2 separate regions of the Oryctolagus cuniculus genome follow, and region 1 is linked to region 2. Evidence: chromatin contacts called from public Micro-C data. All regions are on one chromosome and are shown on one strand. The core of a region is the stretch at or near the end of the contact, and the rest is flanking DNA. Distances in the headings are between cores, read along the strand shown.

Region 1 (2,733 bases), core at 197-2,696, 200 kb after region 2:
AACATAGAGGCAACAGCTGAGGCCGTTAGAATGAATAATTATTTGAGGGCAGGAGAACAAAAGGGAGAAAAGATTCTTGGCGGATACTAGCAATTAATTAAAATGTAGAAGGAACAGAGCCACTGGGACACAAGCACTCATCAAGAGGGCAGGGGCAAAAACAAAATCAAAACCAGAAGTGCAAAGTCAGGTTAGCCAAAAATGGAGTAAGTGCTCAGTGATCTTAAATGCCAAACAAAGTTGGAAGAATCAGCATGGAGGATTTGGTATGGAGGTTACACACCTAATGGCTGAAAGTGTTTCAAGAATCTAACTCTTAAAATACTAGGGAAGTAAAAACATTCCTTCAAAAATGTTTTTGACAGACAATGTCCATTTGGTACAATAAAAAAGCCTCTATTAGTCTTGTGGAATTGTAATTTGATCTTTTAAATCATAGTTCAAATATATGTCAGCATAACCTGATCCATCATTTCACTTTATTTGGAAAGAAAATATTTTCAGACTTTTTATCTTTATATTTGAGAAAATCTGATAAGCATATAGTTTGTTTTTTGTTGTAAGCAGTTTTACTAATTTAAAGCCTCAGTAATGGAAAACAGTGAAAGGTATAAAAAAGGAAGACTACAGATATACCCAAAGCAAAATTACACATAAAGTAATTTACCAAGTTTTGACAATGAATGCCATTAGAAATAATAAGGTCAATGTTCTGATCAGATATGTAACTTCTGTTTTAAGTAGGAGTTAGTATGCAAAGAAAGCAAACTATTTTATCCTTGTCCTAAAATGATGGATATAAAACATTTTTAACTAAAATCAACTTTCAGCAGGAATGAACTGTAGCACCATCTTTGCACAAACCAAGTTTCAGAAAGATCCTAGAGAACTACATCTAACAAAATTTTAAAAAAATTTTATATGACCATCAGTGATTTAAAAACATAGATACACACAAGATAATCAAACAACCTGCTACTGACCTTGTTCAAGTCTGAAGAGGGTCTTTTCCAGCTTTTCCATTTCGTTCAGTAGTAAAATTCGAATCTGTTTACTGTGTCCCATTTTGGCTTCTAGAAGACTTGAAATATTTCAGAAGAATTAAAAGAACTCCAAAGTCGAATGAGTTACCCCTATGAAACAAAAAGGAATTAAGATCAAGGAAATAACCATTACCTGAAACTGTCCAGAGCTGACAGCTGCACTTACATGTTCTAAATATGTTTTAACATTAGCAGAGCAATAACAAAGAATGGATCTTATAAATAAGATATGGGAAGGCGAATTAATAGCTGTTTTCCTCCCTTCGAGCACAATGAGTGAGATCGAAGCAGATATTGTAGCACAGATTCTTGCAATTAAAAAAAAAAAAAAAACCTAAAGCATTCTCTGAGAAAAGCAATGTATTTAGGAAAGACTAGCGTTGAGGGGAAAAAATTCCCAGCCCCAAGCCATTTGGCTGTGAAGACTCCAAATGGCACAGCAGCTTACAGGAGATTAGTCTGCTCAAAGATAACAGGTGGGAGATCGCCCCATTCCCAAATTCGGGGCGGAGGCCACCAATGGGGAGATGACAGCCGAGGGAAGCAGTTGTTGCCCCTGGAATAGACGCCGCGGACGCAGGATGTACAGAAGGCGCTATAGATAGAAAGAATGCACTTTCCCGAGAGGCCAGCGGCATTCCGAGCACTTACGCCGAGCAAGTTAGGACGTGCGGCTCGGGGACACTGCGGGAGCCGCCGCTCTGGTGCCGGAGGAGGGCACGGGACGTGAGGAATGCGAAAGGGAAAAGGCTCAGCCACAAACACTAGCCGCAGCCCAAAAAGGGCCGGGCGCCGTGAAGGGCAAAGGGAGGGGCGGCGGCGGTGGCGGCGCCCGGGACAGGGCCGCGGACGGGTGTGACAGGCTGGCAGCGCCCCCGCGACTCCGCCTCGCGCAGCTCCGGGACCAGACCCCTCGACCCGCCCCGGCCGTGCGCGCACCCGCCGCCCAGGTGCGAGCCGACTCCTTCCCTCGCCCACTTCCGGGAGCGTCCGGACCCACGCGCCCGGACCGCTAGTCTCGCGAGAGTGTGGGTCCCGCAGTCGTCCGCGACTGGGGGCAGATGTGTTGGGGTTGATGCAGCAGCCAAAGCTGGGTCCCCCTAGCTTTCTTCTCGTCACAAGGTAGTGTGGCGGCCGGGATGCGCCCGTCTTTGAACGGCCCGCGACCTCCTGGTTCACGTTTAAAATCCTGCGGTACCAGGCTGGGTCCTTAGCTGCACAGCAAGACCTTTTTGTGGGTAGAGCTGAATGGTTGGGGGCAAGTGACTTGACGTTCTGTCTCTTTCTTCCGCGATGAGTTTTGTTTAATTTTTGTTTGTAACTTGGCCTAAGCGTCCTGGGCGTTCCGTTTTCCCTTATCTACGGTAACGGGCCTGGCCACAGCCCCTGACATCCTGTCCGCCACGTGTCTACCCTTTCTAGTTCCGGCCCGCGGGGCTCCTCTTCTTGCAGGCAGACGCAGAAGGACTAGGTAGAGTAAGAGTAGCCGCTCCAAAAACAACCATTGATTACGCCTTGTTGTATCTAATGGACGCTGGATTTGTGCGTTTATTCTGACGATTGGCCGCGAGGAGGTCAGAAGTTCCAGGCTCAGAGCAGATGCCTTGAGAGAGGTTATGCCCGAGGGTAAAAGTAAAAGCCATCTTCCAAGGATTTTAACGTACTAGTGTAGGTCCAAAAAGGATAATGA
Region 2 (2,700 bases), core at 93-2,592:
ATGTCAAAAGAAACGTTCTTATTTCAACCGAATTCAGCAAATCCTCAGTGGTGGCCTACATACATAGTATTTAATACTGTGCTAGCAGTTGATCAGGGATCCAGTAAGACAGCAACAGAAGCGGAATTCAGGGAACCATTTCCATACCCTTCTTGGGAAAGGGAGCCACATATTTCACCTTTCCATTCTATCGCAGAACGTGACACCAAAGGATGCAACAAAGACCAGAGAGGTTAGCAACGGGGAATCCTCCTCATTAAAAAAATAAAAAGTACAGGTGAGTTGCTTTCTCAATTACAAAGCCTACGTCCCCTGCCGGGAAACTACAGCACGCTGCCTAAAGTTTATTGCGATAACTGTTTCCAAAGACCAAAATTGGTTTTCTGGTCCTCGATCTGTCTTCCTTTCAAAGTGTCTCTCCCTAATCCTGACACCGCATCAACTCTACGTGGTTTTTCTTAACGCACAACGGAGTGACGACTGCCCGTTTAAAGCTTAGGCCCCGCGAAGCCAAGAGGAAAGCCCACCCCCGACCGGGTGGGCCGTACGGCGAGCGGCGACGAGCGAGAGCGGCGACCCCCGCGACGTGGAAGCAGACAGCGCACGTACTGCGAGGCCCCGACGGGGTCGCCGCGCCAGATGCCACCCCGTTAGCAGCATATGGCAGGGCAAGGATGGCTCCCGACCCTTGGCAAGCGCCGCGGCGGCTGGGGCCTGGCGGCGGAGGCGAGGCTGCGGCGGCGAGGGGTGCGCCGGCGGCCGGCACACTGCTCCCCGCGGCCGGGGCGCACGTGGGGCTCGATGCCGCAGGGTCTCAGAGGCGGCCGGGGCAGAGGGCTGCAGGTGCGGGGGAGGCGAGCGGCTCTTCTCCAAGAGGGCAGGCCCCGGAGGCCGCAGGCCGGAGCGGGGGAGGACAGCCTCCGGAGCAGCGGCGCGGTGTCCGGCGGAAGCCCGAGACGCCGACTCGTGGTTGGGGTTGCGGGGTCCGGGGGCGCTTGAGGGGAGCTGAAAGCGCCACCGTGGGGAGAGCGAGGGTTTGAAAGCGGTGGGATGGGGGGGCACGGAGGGACGCTTGCCGGCGCGGAACCCCAGCTCACCGTGCCTCCGTCCTTAATGATGATCTTCTTGGCCAGCATGATACTGCGGTTCGCGGCCCGTTTCTTCTTCTTCCCCTGGGTCATTTTACCATCCTCGACTCCTGGCGCTGCTGCAGCCACTCCCGGGGCGGCCGGCCCCAGCGGCGAGTGCCGTCCCGCCACTACTGCGGGGCCGAGCCGCTCGGGGCGCCCGCCGCCATCTTGAAGGCCCGGCCTGCCTCCGGCGGCGCGTCACATCGTGCGATCGGCCGACGAGCTGCCGCGCCCCGCCCCGCCCACGTGACGCCGCCCCGCCCACTCGGCCCTTCCAGGTTCGCGGGCGCAGCTGTCGCCGCGCGGTGCCGCTGGCCCTTGGGAGCAGCTCCCTGCACCGGCAGCAGCAGTTCTGGGCGGTAGGGGTCGTTATTGCCGCTGCTCCTCGCCCACAGGTGAAGAAATTTAAGTCGAAAAGTTGTTAGTTGCTCACAGAAATATGGCTAATAAATGTCTAAATAATAAATTCTAGCCAGACCTCTCTAAACTGTCAGCACTGTCTACTTGTGTTCTAACCAAGTTGGAACTTTAGGGCACGCTAAAGAGAAGTGCTTTTCCAGGAACAGTAGCTAACCTAAGAGGTAAATGTGAGTGGGCTTTCCAGAAACAGTCCTGGTGCTCAGAGACCCCACTAGAACAGAACACAACTGGATCGTGCTTTTTTTTTTTTTTTTTTTTTTTTTTTTTTTTTTTTTTGCAGTGGATCCCCACTCCAAGGAGCTGCCAATGAAAATGTACATGACCTGGTTCTCAGACTTGGTAGGCCATTACCTTTTGATTATATTGCTTAAAAATCAATTTGATGAAAGAGAAGATGATGGGAAGGCCAATGGACACGAGTGGAATGTGGACTGAATAGTATTGCAGTGTTAGATTTTGATTACTGTGTTGTATAAAAGTGTCCTTTTCCTTAAACACTGAAGTGCAGTGCTTGCAGCCTACCCTATTCAGGAAATAACATGTATGTGGTGGAGGCAGGGGGTGGGGGGAGGAGTGTGACCCAGCAGAATGGCAGGATGTTAAAAGTGCAGCTGGGTATGGCAGTTCTAGGACAGCTTCACAGACTCATTGATACTCCCTGGAAGAAGCATTAATGACTCTTTTCTGTTAGATTAAAACAGAAGTGACTGCACTGACTTCAGAGGCTAGGTCATAAAAGGCACTGCATCTTCTTGCTTCTGTCATCCACTCTGAGCCCAAGTCTAGGGGAAGCCAGCTGTCATGAGTACACTTGAATAGCTATGGAGAGGTCCAGTTGTCCAAGAACCAAGGCCTCTTACTAAAAGCCATGATGGTCATCTTGGAAGACAATCCTGCAGCCCTGGTCAAGCTTTGTGCTGACTGCAACCCCTGCCAACATCTGACTACAACTTCATGGAGGCCCTGAGCTAGCAACACCCAGCTTAGCCTCTTCTGGGACTGTGTAACACAAAAAGTTCTTGTTTTAAGTCACTAAGCTGGGGCCAGTGTTGTAGGGTAGTTGGTAAAGCTGCAGATAGCAGCGCCGGCATCCTGTATGAGTGCCGGTTCAAGTCCTGACTGCTCTACTTCCAATCCAGCTCCTTGCCAA

What was found. Hi-C and Micro-C count contacts between places; a contact is called where the count stands out from the background.
Region 1: a contact with region 2 is called in a Micro-C map of ear pinna, with 6 times the contacts expected there. The contact joins the promoter of AGL here to the promoter of MFSD14A in region 2. A contact is called at or near these places in 2 of 6 Hi-C or Micro-C datasets (ear pinna and an unstated tissue).

What each region holds. Positions count from the first base shown.
Region 1 is chr7:70,476,503-70,479,235 of mOryCun1.1, forward strand. AGL (amylo-alpha-1,6-glucosidase and 4-alpha-glucanotransferase) reads right to left here and starts at 1,447. Exons shown (of 35, transcript NM_001082247.1): 1 at 1,210-1,447; 2 at 1,064-1,133; 3 at 984-1,062. The coding sequence starts at 1,211.
Region 2 is chr7:70,277,328-70,280,027 of mOryCun1.1, forward strand. MFSD14A (major facilitator superfamily domain containing 14A) reads right to left here and starts at 1,343. Exons shown (of 12, transcript XM_002715838.5): 1 at 1,098-1,343. The coding sequence starts at 1,181. LOC103350111 (a long non-coding RNA gene) reads left to right here and starts at 1,386. Exons shown (of 3, transcript XR_518169.4): 1 at 1,386-1,711; 2 at 1,831-1,889; 3 at 2,690-2,700.